Regions from separate parts of the Mus musculus genome. Here all the other regions are linked to region 1. The links are chromatin contacts, called in public ChIA-PET, HiChIP or PLAC-seq, Micro-C and promoter capture Hi-C maps. All regions are on one chromosome and are shown on one strand. The core of a region is the stretch at or near the end of the contact, and the rest is flanking DNA. Distances in the headings are between cores, read along the strand shown.

What was found. A called contact is a pair of places that touch in the nucleus more often than the background predicts. ChIA-PET counts read pairs in DNA pulled down with a chosen protein or histone mark. HiChIP or PLAC-seq counts read pairs in DNA pulled down with a chosen protein or histone mark. Capture Hi-C pulls out chosen DNA fragments and counts their contacts.
Region 2: a contact with region 1 is called in a promoter capture Hi-C map of adipose tissue. The contact joins the promoter of B3gnt5 here to the promoter of Map6d1 in region 1. A contact is called at or near these places in 5 of 39 promoter capture datasets (3T3-L1-derived adipocytes, hematopoietic stem and progenitor cells, liver and 2 more), 2 of 115 datasets of contacts at active chromatin or transcription factors (both in embryonic stem cells) and 2 of 9 other capture datasets (adipose tissue and liver).
Region 3: a contact with region 1 is called in a FOXA1 HiChIP or PLAC-seq map of pancreatic cancer cells. The contact joins the promoter of Vwa5b2 here to the promoter of Map6d1 in region 1. A contact is called at or near these places in 2 of 39 promoter capture datasets (the C10 cell line and cranial neural crest), 1 of 484 Hi-C or Micro-C datasets (bone marrow-derived macrophages), 1 of 115 datasets of contacts at active chromatin or transcription factors (pancreatic cancer cells) and 1 of 9 other capture datasets (embryonic stem cells).
Region 4: a contact with region 1 is called in an RNA polymerase II ChIA-PET map of memory CD8 T cells, with 15 read pairs. The contact joins the promoter of Ap2m1 here to the promoter of Map6d1 in region 1. A contact is called at or near these places in 2 of 115 datasets of contacts at active chromatin or transcription factors (embryonic stem cells and memory CD8 T cells) and 1 of 9 other capture datasets (pancreatic islet).
Region 5: a contact with region 1 is called in a Micro-C map of embryonic stem cells, with 3 times the contacts expected there. The contact joins the promoter of Dvl3 here to the promoter of Map6d1 in region 1. A contact is called at or near these places in 1 of 39 promoter capture datasets (neural stem cells), 2 of 484 Hi-C or Micro-C datasets (both in embryonic stem cells), 3 of 115 datasets of contacts at active chromatin or transcription factors (embryonic stem cells and epiblast stem cells) and 1 of 9 other capture datasets (adipose tissue).

Annotation. Positions count from the first base shown.
Region 1 is chr16:20,239,870-20,242,701 of GRCm38.p6, reverse strand. It overlaps Map6d1 (MAP6 domain containing 1), which reads left to right and starts at 1,344. Exons shown (of 3, transcript NM_198599.2): 1 at 1,344-1,768. The coding sequence starts at 1,389. It overlaps Gm49566 (a long non-coding RNA gene), which reads right to left and starts at 1,244. Exons shown (of 3, transcript XR_003951848.1): 1 at 949-1,244; 2 at 557-821.
Region 2 is chr16:19,758,813-19,761,644 of GRCm38.p6, reverse strand. It overlaps B3gnt5 (UDP-GlcNAc:betaGal beta-1,3-N-acetylglucosaminyltransferase 5), which reads right to left and starts at 1,411. Exons shown (of 4, transcript NM_054052.3): 1 at 1,168-1,411; 2 at 818-1,004.
Region 3 is chr16:20,588,779-20,591,610 of GRCm38.p6, reverse strand. It overlaps Vwa5b2 (von Willebrand factor A domain containing 5B2), which reads right to left and starts at 1,458. Exons shown (of 20, transcript NM_001384105.1): 1 at 713-1,458; 2 at 311-459; 3 at 61-231. The coding sequence starts at 449. It overlaps Gm35685 (predicted gene, 35685), which reads left to right and starts at 1,009. Exons shown (of 3, transcript NR_168482.1): 1 at 1,009-1,727; 2 at 2,311-2,353.
Region 4 is chr16:20,534,003-20,536,834 of GRCm38.p6, reverse strand. It overlaps Ap2m1 (adaptor-related protein complex 2, mu 1 subunit), which reads right to left and starts at 1,355. Exons shown (of 12, transcript NM_009679.3): 1 at 1,234-1,355. It overlaps Dvl3 (dishevelled segment polarity protein 3), which reads right to left. Exons shown (of 15, transcript NM_007889.3): 15 at 2,822-2,832.
Region 5 is chr16:20,515,509-20,518,340 of GRCm38.p6, reverse strand. Dvl3 (dishevelled segment polarity protein 3) reads right to left here and starts at 1,355. Exons shown (of 15, transcript NM_007889.3): 1 at 986-1,355. The coding sequence starts at 1,146. Gm16618 (predicted gene, 16618) reads left to right here and starts at 561. Exons shown (of 3, transcript NR_167658.1): 1 at 561-702.

The sequences.
Region 1 (2,832 bases), core at 95-2,594:
TCCCCTGGACTATTTCATAACCATTAACCTTCATTTGCCAGGCTGACTAACCCAAAGCTCAGCTCCACTTCACAAAGTCAGTTGGCTCTGGCTGAGAGAAGACTTTGTGTGTGTGTGTGAGTGGTGGTGGTGGTGGTGGGGTCCACATAATCTTAGTTAGGGTTTTACTGCTGTGAACAGACACCATGACCGAGGCAACTCTTATAAGGACATTTCATTAGGGATGGCTTACAGGTTCAGTCCATTATCATCAAGGTGGGGGCGTGGCAGTGCCCAGGCAGGCATGGTGCAGGCAGAGCTGAGAGTTCTACATCTTCATCTAAAGGCCACTAGGAGAAGATTGGCTCCCACATGGTTAGGAGGAGGGTCTCATTGTCCACCCTGAACAGTGACACACTTCCTCCAACAAGGCCACACCTATTCCAACAAAGTTACACCTCTTAATAGTGGCACTCCCTGGGCCAAACATATTCTAACTACCATACCCATGAATGCACCTTCAGTAAAGGTTTTCCCAACTCCAGACTTAACTGTCAGTATGGGGTCATAGCCAGACCTGGGGTGTTAACCAGCAATGGTATGTCACTCCAGTACAACTTGCAGCTAATGAAGTTGAGGAAGATGAGCTGACCAATGGGCCCAGACTGGGCAGTCCTCCTAGGTGCAGACTGGATGCTTCTCAGGTTCAGCCAGAAGTTGTAACTACCACCACTTCCATGGTTGCAGGTCTGAGTGCATGCAGGATACACTTGGGAAGCCCTTGGAGGGCAGCTGGATGTTTTCTGTATTTAACTGACCTTCATTCAGGCTGGATTATAGCCCTGCAATGGAACGAGCATACATGCACATCAGGGAAAGGAAACCAGTTTGGGGGTTGTAATTACAACCCAGGGAAAGGACGATTGGGAGCTTATGACAGTTCTTAAGGAAAACCGGGTTAGTTGTTACCCATTTATAACAGCACAGTAAACAGCAAATGGAGATTCACGAGCTGACATGGCCCTAAGTTCTCACTTGCATCACCTTCCTGGTTGCCTCCACCCTTTCCACTCTGGGTGGTCGCTGAGTCCGCTAGGCACAGTTTAAATCTATTTTGCAGCCACCCGTGTCCACAAATGCCAACAGAGTTCTCTGGTCCTGCCGCCAGAGCCTTCTTGATGGATTGATTGTTCCTTAAAAAAAAAAAAAAAAAAAGTAGCAGGCTTAGTGACGGTGAGGAAATGCCTCCTTCCGACCTCGCTCTCGATGAAGCCCAGGTCTGATTTCTGAGCTCACATTGGGGGAACTCTGGGTTTAGGACTGCCCGCAGGCCGTCCTTGCGGGGCTCAGGGTTGCGCGGGGGCAGTGGGGTAGTGCGCGCGCGCGGCGCAGGCGCGCGGCCGAGCGGCATGGCGTGGCCCTGCATCAGCCGGCTGTGCTGCCTGGCCCGGCGATGGAACCAGCTGGACCGCTCGGACGTAGCGGTGCCGCTGACTCTGCATGGTTACTCGGACCCCGGGAGCGAGGAGTCGGGCGCAGACTGCAGCGTCTCGCGCGGGAACCCGTCGGTCGCAGGCGCGCGGGAGTCCAGCCGCGCTGTGCCGCTCACCCAGTACCAGCGCGATTTCGGTGTGCGAACCGCGCGCGCCGGGTCCCGGGATGCGGCTCAAGAGCGCCCATCGGGGCCGGGCGGCCGCAGAGGCCAGTCCTCGGCGCCCCCCACCCGGACGGTCTACGTGCTGCCGGTCGGGGACGCGGACGCAGCTGTAGTAGCGACCACGTCTTATAGGTGGGTAGCTGGCTGCGGCAGAGGAATGCTTCGAATCTGGACCTGCGGTGGGAGGAAACGGAGCCCCGAAACGGGGTGGGGGCGGGGAGAGCACGAAGGCTGAATACCACAGGATCTGGAGAGTGACAGGGGAGCTTCGGGGTCATCTTTGGTCTCCTGACACTGCAGGCATCGCCTTGTGTTCCCAATTGCTCCCTACCCTGGGATCCAGGATGAGCGCACCTCGTAAGAGAGCACCCCTCCCTCGATTTGATTCCTCCTCCTTCGGTCTCAGATTGTTCTTTTTTAACTTCTGTGGGGTGAGCAAAGAGGGCGGTGCACAGCCCCTCATCCCACGCCCCACGCCGTGCCCAGGGCCAGTGCCTGCGCTGTTCAAGATCCCACAGAAGGAAGGTCCTTTGCACCCTTAACAGCTTTGGACAACTGAGGACTTCTTGCCTCTTCTTTCTACATAGAAGAGTAATGAATGCTCATAATGGGGGAATTAGAAATAAAAATAACAAATTCTGCCTTAACACCCTCACGCCTCCCCTCCCAAACAGATGGATCTTCCTAATTCTTAGTATACAATGAATGCATACACATTCAGTTTCCTCCACGATCTTATTCTTGCTGTTGCGATGTTTTAAAATATTTAATATATATTAGTGTGGAGAGGGGGGCGAGAGGAGGGGCGAGCAGATCAGAAGACAACTTTAGAAAGTCACTCCTCTTCCCCTTCTGCCATGGATTCCAGGGATCCATCTCTCGGATTGTCAGGCTCACACATTATAACTCCATTACTTTTTTTTTTTTTAACTTAATGTAATGTTTGACCATAGATAGATGTTCTGAATGTTAATAACTGTAATGTATGTTAGCCCTTTGTTAGGCATATAGCCACAGGCATAAGCCCCCCACCCCCCCTTTTTTTTTTGGTCTCATCTGTGATGCCTTGTTTGGGACTATTTAAAACACCACTCCATATTTATTACAGGTGTTTGAATATTTTAGGAATTTTGTTGTCTAGATTCCTTGAAGGTGGGATGGGAGCTCAGGACTAAAAAGGTCCATAGGGCTGGAGA
Region 2 (2,832 bases), core at 162-2,661, 480 kb after region 1:
TTTATCTACGGGTATCTGAACAATCACTTTACTAGTATATTAAAGAAAATGGGAGTAAACAGGAGATTCTCATTAGAAAGATCTTTTCCCAATTTCTCCTACCCGCCTGCTTTCCCGTTTTCTTTTCTTTTTTCTTTTCCAGCTAGCAGCTATTCCAAAGAGCCGGTCAGCTCCCTCACGTGCAAGCTACCCTAGGCGGTCAGCCCGAATTCAATCCAGCATTGATAAATCTCAGGACCCAGACTGAAGATGCGCCAAGGCTGGACCTGGCTTCGCGACACCACAGCCACCTCTCCCCATTGGCATTCCGGGTAAATCCGGTGCTCTGGACCCCGCGGGTCGGATCGTACCTGCGGCACAAAAGCGGCAGCTAGGCCTAGGGTGGTCGCCGCCCAGCGCTCGCGCCCACCAGGCCGCAGTGAACAAAGGCGCTCGCCGAGGGAACTCTCCCTTCTTCGCTGCACCTCCGGACCGGGAAGCCCCGGCTCGCAACGAAGAGCCGTCTGTCTTCCTGACCATTCCACCCTGATGCCCCCGGGCCGCCCGTGTGGACTACCCTCTGCACCCCTTCCCGCCTCCCGGTCGGGTCCGGGCTAGAGGAGGGGAAGCTAGAGGTGGGGCGGGTCCCGGGACTCTCAGCTAGCAGCCTCGGGGAGAACCTCAGAGCCGGCACAAAGCTAGCCCAGCCAGAGACTTAGACTCTGCAGGGGCTTCGAGAGTGCCCGGTCTAAAGCAGACTGCGAAGCCACGCTCCCCGACAGAGGGACCTTGGCTCACAGTAGGATGCAGCGGGCACTTTGGGTGGGCAGTGACTGACCTTTCATCCAGGAGCGGCGTTGGTTAAGACTGGAGACCCATTCATCCAAACCACGTTTCAGTTAGTCATTTCCGAGCTGAAGGTTTTGAGTGGACAGCGGTTCTCCCATCGTCTCGTAGTTTCCTAGCAAACCCTAAGAGCCCGCCGGTCTTCTGTCAGGACACTTAGGACTTGAGCTCCTGGGAGCCTAAGTAACAAAGAAAGGAAACGCACATTTATTTGAAGCGAAGACTGCACGCCTTATGACTGCACAGCAACAGTTCGTTTTAAAAGCAGACCCTTCCCCTGTGTTCAGCCTCCCCATTGATTTACATTCCAACCCAGGGAATTTCAAGCATTGTAAAACTCACCGAGGAACCCAAGTCCTTAAATGTCCCAGAGGTCCGCTGTCCTCCTAGAAGCCCTGGGGGAAAAGTCTCAAGAACAAAAGTTGCAAACTAAATTTCGGTTGTAAGCGAGGAAGCTAGGGCAGGGCTCCAAGAGAGACCCCGCTGGAGCCGGCTAGAGCCGGCTGAGAGGGGCGGGCCTGATTAAGGGTCTTGGCTCACTCAGGCTGGGGCGCAGCCGCAGGAGCCTCCAGCTGCTTATTTGGTCACTCCACTCCAGGCTTCCTCGGGAATGCTCAGCCCCGCCCCTCCCCTACCCCGGTCTGTGAAGGTGACGTGCCCCGCCCTAAAGTGCTATCTGTGAGGACTCCAGGAAGCGATTGCCTCACTTGTTTGCTAATAACTAAACTATAGATTCAGAAGACCAAATGTGCACCTGAGCCCAAAGGAAAGTTCTTGTTCGGCCTGTAACCAGACATTATCAGGATAGTGTAGACATCAGCTGAAGGAGCAAGTAAATAAATCTTTTTTTTTTTTTTTTTTTGTAGCTAATTGCTTGCTTAAAAAAATGCTGTTCTAGACTTTTCCTTATAGAAGCATTCAATAGAGCTCCTATTTTGAGCAGTTTTGTAGTTATACATACTGAAAACAGGACAAGAAAAAAAATCCAAAAATGTCAAGTCCAAATATGGGTTTGTAATTGTAAAAGTCAGTAAGTTCAAAGTAGTTGCTGAATCAGTTTAAAACACACTTGTTATTTCAAACTCTAGTTTTAGGAGATTTTGCAACTGCATTTTAAAAGCCCTTCAGCGTATTTCCAATCCTGAAATTCTTTTCATGTGTTACTCACACAAGGCATGGTTCGCTGTTAACTCACCTGTCCAGAAGACCACAAGCAGAAATACTAATGTAATGGGACTCCTAATGGAGTCTGACAGTGATCTATAAAGAGGAGCATTCATTGTTCCTACAGGGTTAATCACCCCCCAATTATCTTCTTAAATCCTGACTAATCCTTTATATGGTCCTCCCTAAAACACATGTGTATTTTGTATTCACATACATATATTCAAGTGGGACTTTGTTCCTTTTCGGTCATTTGGAACTAGTTACATGTGTCAGTTTATATAGGTAGGCACATGGGAAATATGAACTGATGAGAAAATATACACACACACACACACACACACACACACACACCCCTTTCCAACCTCTATACAAATAGACATGTGGACTAATGATTTTAAAAGTAAACCCATATGGTATCATATGCCTGTAATCTCAGCACTCAGAATGATTTTCATGAGTTCAAAGGCAGCCTTGATCACATAGTGAGTATCAGGTTAGCCTAGGGATACATATAATACTGCTGCTGCTGCTGCTGCTGCTACTACTACTACTACTACTACTACTACTACTACTACTACTACTAAAAATCCAGAGTAGAAAAATTAGTGAGCTGTAGAGTTGGGGTGGGAGGGGTAATGGTTAAAGAACCTGAGGCTAAGAGATGAGGAAGGGCAAAGAGGCCCAGAATGACCTCTCTGGGCCCAGACAGATATATGTATGTATGACAGGCCCATGATGTATGATGTTACACACACACACACACACACACACACACACACACACACGCACACACAGACACAGACACAGACACACACACCAGGGGACAGGCAAAGGAGGTCC
Region 3 (2,832 bases), core at 209-2,708, 350 kb before region 1:
GGTGCAAGAACCTGAGCTGGCATTCGAGGGCGCGGGCTCGGGCTCGGGCTCGGAGCTTACCCTGTGCGCAGCGGCGGGGTGTAGAGGTCCCTAGTCCCGGGCCCAGAGCGCGACAGCAGGCGGCCTGTGATCGGCGCCGGCTATGCAACTGGAAGGAGACGCGCCGTCCGGCCGCCTCGGCCTCGAAGCCAGATACCACCTCCGCCTCAGCCAGAGGGTACACGAACACGCCTGCGAGCAGGAACAGGCAGACCTGCTCTCGAACCCCACCTGGCATTTGCTACCTCCCCGCGCCCGCACCAGGTCTCACCTTCCACCGGCTGGGGCTGTGGGTTGTGGTAGGTAAGCCGGGCACGCAGGCTGAGGCAGGGTCCCTTGGCATAGGCCCGGACGCAGGAGTCGGTGAGCGGCAGCGGCGTCCAGCTGGTGGGGCAGTACAGGCCAGGCATGGTGCCCACCCTGCGTGAACAGGGGCTGGATGAGGGGCACCTCGCTCCAGCGTCATGAAAACTAGCTATGCCACCTGACCCTATCGGGTACCTGGGGACCTGGGGATGAAAGCTTGCAGAGGGAGCAAGGCTGAGTCGGGAGACCCCCCCACCCCCACCCCCACCCCCAAGCCGCAGCGTCCAAGCAGACAGGTGGCGGGGCAGATAACAAGAGGGGTGTGTGTGTGTGCAAGGATGGAAAGATGGGCATCCTCGCCCGTTACCTGGGTAGCAGGAGCAGGGAACAGCTCTCCGCAATGGGGGAATGGAGGGTTAATGGTTAACCCTCCAGTCCAGGCGTCCTCCAGTCCCGCTGCGGGTTGCGAGCCGGGGGCTTGGGGGGTGGTGCCCACAGCTGTTCCTGCACCTTCTCGGGGCCTCACCACCGCCCCCGTACCTGCCCCCTGCCTCCTGGCTCTCCACGGTTGCCAGCTGTCGGAAGTGGTGCTTCTGGAGAGATGGAAGATACTCTGGGTGGAAAGCAAAGGTTTAAAGGGCCAGCATTGCCCTAGGCGCCCCTAGCTCACAAGGGTCCCCAGGGACAGGGTGAGGTCGGGAGCTGAAAAGGCTGCAGTCTTTATCTCTCCTTGCCTTTCGTGACTGGAGTACTGAGAGAGGCTGTAGACCGTCTTGAAAGGTTGCAGTAGGAAGAACTAGAAAGGGACGGGAAAATGCGTCTCGGGAAGTCAGATGTGCAGAGGTGTCGCGGCAGCGGGAGTCCATGTCATCTGATCTAGAGCGGCTCTCCCCGCCCAGGCTGGCCTGAGACTAGGTAGCCACAGGGGATGCTACAGGGTGGGTCTTGGGATCGCCCCCTCCCTTTGGGCAGCCCAAGCCTCACCGTCACTTCTTGGTGGAGTTGTGGGGCGTCGCGACCAGACAAGAGTGGGTGATGCTTCCTCTGATGTCCAGACTGCCCCTTGTTCCTGCACCTGCGCGATCCACCTCGGAACTACCACTGAGATCCTGTGAGTCGGGAGAGGGGCGCCAGCCGGGCTGCTGGCTGGTAGTCCCGCCCGGGTTCCAAGAGGCCGCCCCTCCAGCCCGCCTCTGCCCCGCCCGCCACTGCGGAGGGGGCTGCGGCTCAGTTCCTTCGGGCACCGCACCGCCTCCGCGCGTCAGCTCAGGCCGGCAGAGCCAGGCAAGAGACCGCAGTGCAGAGAGCCAGTACCCCAGCCACTGCACGACCCCCACCAACGGCACAGTGAAGCTGAGCGCCCCCTCTCCATCCTTCTGGAGGTAAGGAGTTTCGTGAGCAAAACAGGGCGGCCGAGTCTGCAAACACATCCCCCCCTCTTCCCAACACTGCAGTGGCCCACCCACCACCACCCCGCCCTGGGTGGACTCCCGCTCACTGCAGTGACCCTCCCTCATCACCGCATCGGAAACCATTTAGGCCTCGCCCCCCACAAGAAGCAAATAGGTTATTGCAGAAACCTCCCCTTTCGCGGCATGTGCCTTCGTTTGTGTGCTCACCAAAGCGGTTGCCCTCAATCCAGTCTCCCCATCACTGCAGCGGCGTTCCCACCCGGAAGCACCCTGGGCTCCTTCACTGCAGTGTTGTTATACCCTTCCTTTTCTGGGAGTGGGGAGGATGCGCAGGACGGCTTCCTTGCACGAGGGCCTCCAGAGTAAAGCCTTCTAGCTTTCCCAAGGGTGCGGGGCTGCTCCTGTCACAGCAGTGGTCCCCGCCTCCCATTCGTCAGCCTAGCACCTAAGGTGGGGGCATTCTTGCTCAGAAAAACAGGCTCCTTGAAATTGGCAGGATTTTCGCGTGTTTCTCACTGCAAAACATTAGGAAGATCTGTAAAATCTCCTCTAGGATCTTGAGGGAAGAGTCTGGGAACCCCGGGAAGTGAGCGAAGGTAAGTATATTTGGGGTCACCCTTACAAGCACTCCTAAAGATGCCCTATTCCAATTCTGCAAAAAGAAGTTAAGGAGTGCTGTAGGTGGGAGCAGTCAGAACTGTGAGATTGAGGTAAGAGAGTTTTTGTTTGTTTTACATATAGACACCCAATAACTCACACCATTTGTTAAAATTACTATTTGGAGCCATGCAGTGGTGGTGCAGGAGAACTACACAGAGTTGGAAAAAAGCAAAACAAACAAATACAAACACACACACACACACACACACACACATACACACACACAATTAGGGATGGCTCAGTGGGTAAGGGTAAAAAGCACTTTGCTGACAAACCTGATAACCAGAGTTTAATTCCTGGGATCCACGTGGTGGAAAGAGAGTATTGACTCTCACAGGTACACGTGTGCTTTGCCTACATGAATGCACATAAATGACATGCACACCTGCTGAAAGACACCAGAAGAGGACAGCAG
Region 4 (2,832 bases), core at 106-2,605, 290 kb before region 1:
AGTAAGAACTCTTCAATGCTGAGCCCCTTTTACAGTTATTTCTGGTTACTGTCTTTTCAAAATTTCTAAGTGTGACAAAAATTAGGTCTGTATGTAGTAGCATTAATCCTGCCATCTAAATTGTGTCTCCAAATCTGCCAAGTCAGTCACTTCTGGCCTGGTGTTTACCAAGCAATGGGCAGGGATAACAGAATGCCTCGACTGCCCAAATTATTTTGGTCAAAATTAAGGTAGAATATTTGAGTAACGGGGTTAATCTGGTTCTAGATTTCTGGATTAGTCCAGATATTAATTTCACTGAGGTTAGTTTAACAGACTTTTTGAAACTGAAAAGTTAACCCTTGAAGCCCAGTGACAAGTCCAAAGAAGGTGAGAAAGAAAATGCAAAATGGAGGTTGAGCGCTGAGCAAAGGACCAAGTCCACAGGTATCAACCTCGGGTGGGGGATGGTGTGTGTGACCTCGGGGGGGGGGGCGGTGTGTGTGTGTCCTGGACGAAAATGCAATATTTAGTTAAGGAAAGGGTTAGCTGGAATTGCTAGCAAAAGACCAGGATGACCCCAAAGCACCAAATACAGCTGTGGGAGTCCCTAAAGGTCTCCTATGGCAAAGGTCATAGGAGCTTGGGAGGAGCGAAAAACAGCGAAAAGAGATAGACAAGAAAAAGAGAAAGCTGAGAGACAGGGCCTACTCTTCTGTTAGTGAAGCATAGGGGGCTGGTGGAGTTTTTCTCAGCTGAGGGAGGAGAAGACATCTAGGCCCGGGAGATGTCACCACGGGATGCGGGGGCTGTCACAGGTCTGAGGTACAAGAGCCGTGGGGGTAAACCAGGAGGATGGAATCTCTCAGTGTTCGAGAGAGACCTGTCACTGTCCAAGGGAGTGGCACCAGGGGATGTCAATGTCCTGGGGGATGGGGAAATAGGAAACCCCGGGGTTGAGCGGTTGTCAGGATTCTAGGGATGGGGCGCCGCGCGGCGTCTCCCGCTCTAGGATTCCAGCCCTAGTCTCTTCCCGGAGACGCCTGGCGGGTCACTGGAAGGCGTTGCTCCCCGCCCTTGCTGCAATCGCGCCCAAGGCACCCCCGCCCGGTTGTCTACTCCCTCCCGGGTCTGAAGGCTGAGGCCACTCCCCGGTGCGGGCAGTTTTCCACCCAGCACCGTGCAGGGCAAGGCAGGCTACCACAGCACCCTCGTCGCCTGATAAGGACCTCTAAGTCAAGCCTCCCAGCTCACCTGGAGTCAGCAGCCCCCACAAGGCCGGCCTGGCCACTCTCGGATCCCAAGATGTCCGCCCGCCCCCAGCTCGCCTGTCTGCTGCCTCGGCTTTCACTGCAGTGCTCCCGCCCCACCCCGCCCCGATCGCAGCTGCGCCTGCGCGCTCGCCTCCAGCGGCGACTACAAGTCCCGTCAGTCCCCGCAGCTTTCAAGCTGACACATCTGAGCGCCCTAGGCTCAACAAAACTACAACTACCGACAGCCTTCAAGACAGAGAAGACGTCAGCTTTAGTGCGCCTTGCAAGCAACACGTGTCGTGATACACTCCAACCATTGTTTGCTTCACTGAGAATCACGGGAAGTGTAGTCTCTGCGACCCTTCCTGTTCCTAGTTAAGTGGGGTAGCTTTAAGAGACCAAAGCTATTTGTCGAAACCAATTGTAAATTTTGAATTACTATAGTCTTTTATTGTCTCCAGATTTCGAAGACTGGCTACTTTACAAACACAACTTGGCATAAGCTTGTTACTGCTGAATTTACTGTTTTTTTTTTTTTTTAAACACCACGTTTGATTCTCCCAAACGTGTGTGTGTGTGTTTTTATATATATATATAAAATTTATTTGTATGTATTTTATATATATTCTAGGATTGGACTGATCCCTTTCTCAGGGATAATTATCCAAACAGAAAAGCTGGGAAGGAAGACAGCTAAACGTTAATGTTTTCCTCAGCTAAATCTGTGACTGTGGTGTGATGGTGACGTATGCCGTTAATTCCAGAGTTCTGGAGGCAGAGGCAAGAGCATCTCTGTGAGTTTGAGGCCATCCTGGTCTAAATAGAGAGTTTCAAGACAGCCCAGGCTACATAAGAGACCCCTTTTGCCCTCTACTCCAGTTTAGTTGGGCATGGGATTTTAAAATCCCATTTCTCCTTTAATCCCAGCACTTGGGAGGCAGAGGCAGGAGAATTTCTGACTTCGAGGCCAGCCTGGTCTACAAAGTGAGTTCCAGGACAGCCAGGGCTACAGAAAAACCCTGTCTCGAAAAAAAAAAAAATCCCATTTCTCAACTGTGCAGTGGTGGCACATGCTTTTAATCTCAGCACTGGGGCGGGGGGGGGGGGGGGGGTAGAGGCAGGCAGCACTCTGAGTTCAAGGTCAGCCTGGTCTACAGATCAAGTTCCAGGACAGCCAGGGCTACAAAGAGAAACCCTGTCTCATAAAAACAAAAAAGGAGAGAAAAGATTTCCTATGATATCCAAACTGAGAGAATGAGGAAGAGCCAACCTGGACACAAACAGCTGTCTGATTATTGCCAAATCAGGAAAATTTGGTTTTTCTCTCAGGAGACAGAGACATCCTGCTGCCTAAACAGGCCAGAGACTTCTATGGCAGAAAGGAAGTGGGTGGGTGCTTAAATCTGGTTGCTAACCCTACTATTCCTAGCAATCTCCTTCTAAGTAGCGAAAACCCAAAAACTTCTAACTCCTGAACTATCATTCAAGGCTTCATATCTATCTTTGCAAAGGTTTTCTCTTCCCAATATACCCTAAAAGTTTGCTGGTTTAGAGTAAATTAATAATAATAATAATAATAATAATAATAATAATAATAATA
Region 5 (2,832 bases), core at 106-2,605, 280 kb before region 1:
GGGACCTTCAGGCCTTGAAGGGCCCAGGGAGGGGTAGGGTGTTTGTGTGTGTGTGTGTTCTCCATAGCCTCTAGGCCGACCGTCCAGTTAATGTAGGCAAGCCTCAGCCCCTTGGAGAGGGGTGTGTGTGTGTGTGTGTGTGTGTGTGTGTGTGTGTGTCTTCCCCCTCCACCCCCCTCTCAGGCCAGCTGCTACAAAACCCTCAGGCTCCAACATTCCAACCTCTCTTAAAGGGGCAGTCCCAGCTTCCAAACTGCCCATCAAAAGCCCTGCAGCAGGGTAGGGAGGGGAAGACAAGAGAGAACATCAATAGGCCCTTCCTAGTCTTCCCATCCAGGCTCTGAAGCCCTATGCAACATCTCTGCTGGGACTACCATCAGGAAAGAAAAGGCCCCAGCACCTGGCTAGTGAGAACTCCTCTGAGTCAGGCAACACCCCATCGGCCCAGGGGAGAGGGGAATCTGCTTGACAAACATCAGGTCCATCATCCAGCCTGGTAGAACAGCCCCCAACGCCTCCTTCTCCAGTTCAAAGTCCCACCAGCTACAGCCCTAGATACAGCACACTCCAAATAAGGCTCTGAGTTGCAGAGCTCAGAAGACCGGGAAGGCAGGCCGGGTGTCAATATACTCCAACTTTATGCTTAAATGGTGGCACCTGGAAGGACTGAGAATTCTGGCTTTGGACTGGAGTGGAAAGGATGTATGTCTCTGGGGGGGGCCGCTGGACCGTGGGGAGGTGAGGGGGCTTGAATGGTAGGAACCGATTGCTTAGGGAGGGACGTCTCGCTGGACCAGGGGGGCAAGGCCTCCAAGAGGTGACTGGGAGTCCCTCAAAGTCAAGTGTGTCCCAAGTCACCGAGTCGCTCCCTTGCTGGAAGCGGGGCTAGAAACCAGTGCAGTCAGGGGAGTCGGAACTGGCTGTGTTGGCCCCTAGCAGCGGAGCGACCCGGGCTCCCGGGAGGCGGGGCGGGGGCCATCCTCACCCAAAATCGTCGTCCATAGACTTGAAGAAGAACTTATAGCTGGGCCGCTGCAGAACGCCCTTAAAGTCCGCCAAGGTGACGCGCTCGGCGGGCAGGGGCAGCTTCACCAGGTACGGCGTCTCCTGGCCGTCCAGGTGGTAGATGATCTTGGTCTCGCCCATGGCTCCGGCCTCGGCCCCGCGGCGCGCGGCCTGCTTGGGCAGCGGGGCCGGGCCTCTCCGGCAGAGCTCGGCGCTCGGCGCGGCCCGCTGCTCAGCCCCACTCAGCCGCCGGCCGGGCCGCCAGCTCCCTTGTTCTCCGGCCGCTCCCGGGTCCCAGCGCCGCCCGCCACCGCTTCCGCTCCCCACTCCCGGCGCTCCGCTGGCGATCGCGACTCTTCCGGTGGCCTGGGCCCTCCCGGCTCTGGGCCGAGCCCAGTGCGGCCCCGCCCCGCCTCCGAGCCGCGCTGGCTGCTTGCGGCCGACTGCCCGCCCACCCACAGGGCGGCGCTGGGTCCCCTGTGCTCCGGGTTCAGGCAGCTGGACCTGGAAGTCTCAGCCCGGTGGGACTGGCGGAACCGTGTGCAGGGTCCCGGGCAGGAGGGGAGGGATGGAAGAGAAGTGTCACCGACTGCAGAAGAGAATGGATTTGAAGACCTAACTGGATCCCTGGATGCCGGGTGGCTTCAACTCGGATTTTTGGATTCTGCTGACAGCACAGTTGCTGCCACCGGACCGTACTGAGTTCCTTGAGGGCTGAGCAAGTTCAAGTTTTTATCCCTATAATCTCAGCGTCTCTATGAACAAGTAGTTTGAGAAATGGACTGAGTGGGTGTGGTAGCGCTTACCTTTAATTCCAGCACTCAGGAGAGAGAGGCAGGTGTCTTTCAGTGAGTTTAAGCCAGCCTGGCCTACAGAGAGCTTCAGGACAGCAGGACTATGGAGGGAACTCCTCTCTTAGAGAGAGGGAGAAATACAGAGAAGAAAAAGAAAGAAAGAAAGAAAGGAAAAGAAGAGGAAAAAAAGGACAAAAGAAAGAGAAAAGAAAAAATTTGAGTTAAGAAAGAATGCAAGCAGCCAGGTGTGGTGGAACATTACTTTAGTCCAAACACTGGATAGGTAGGCAAATCTCTGAGTTGGAGGCCAGCCAGTCTACAGAGCAAGTTCCAGAACAGCCAGGGCTAAACAGAGAAACCCTGTATGATTGGGACAGTAGATGTCAAAACTACCTATAGTCAGTTGGTGGTTCAGCTTCTCAGCTGTAACAATGTATGTCAGGTGTGGCTTTGAAACTCCTGACAATTCTCCTGCCTCAAGCTTCTGAGTTCTCTCTCTGATTACATGCCTGCATTTCAGTCACCTCTTCTGCCCAGAAACCTCTTCACATTACCCAATATGACTTTCATATACCCTCAACATGACACACAAGGCCCTTAATAATCTGACATCTATATACCTCTCTAGACTTTTTCTCATTACATCATAACCAATTTTTTTATTATAAGCAGAAAGCATTCAGTAGCAGTTACATGTTTTCAGTTTATATCCTTCATTTAATCTTTTTCTCCAAATAATGTCTGTGCATAAATAAAATGCATTAAAACTTTTCAAGGTTTGTTTTTACCCCCTGCACAGATTATAGGTATCTGAGATGACCAGGAGAGGGTGTCAGTCTCTTGGAATTAGAGTCACAGGAGCTGGAGAGAGAACTAAGTGGTTAAGACCTCTTCCAGAGGTCCTGAGTTCAATTCCCAGCAACCACATGGTGGCTAACAACCATCTGTAATGGGATCTAATGCCCTCTTCTGGTATGTCTGAAGACAGTGATGTCTGAAGACAGTGACAATATATATCTTAAAAAAAAAAGTT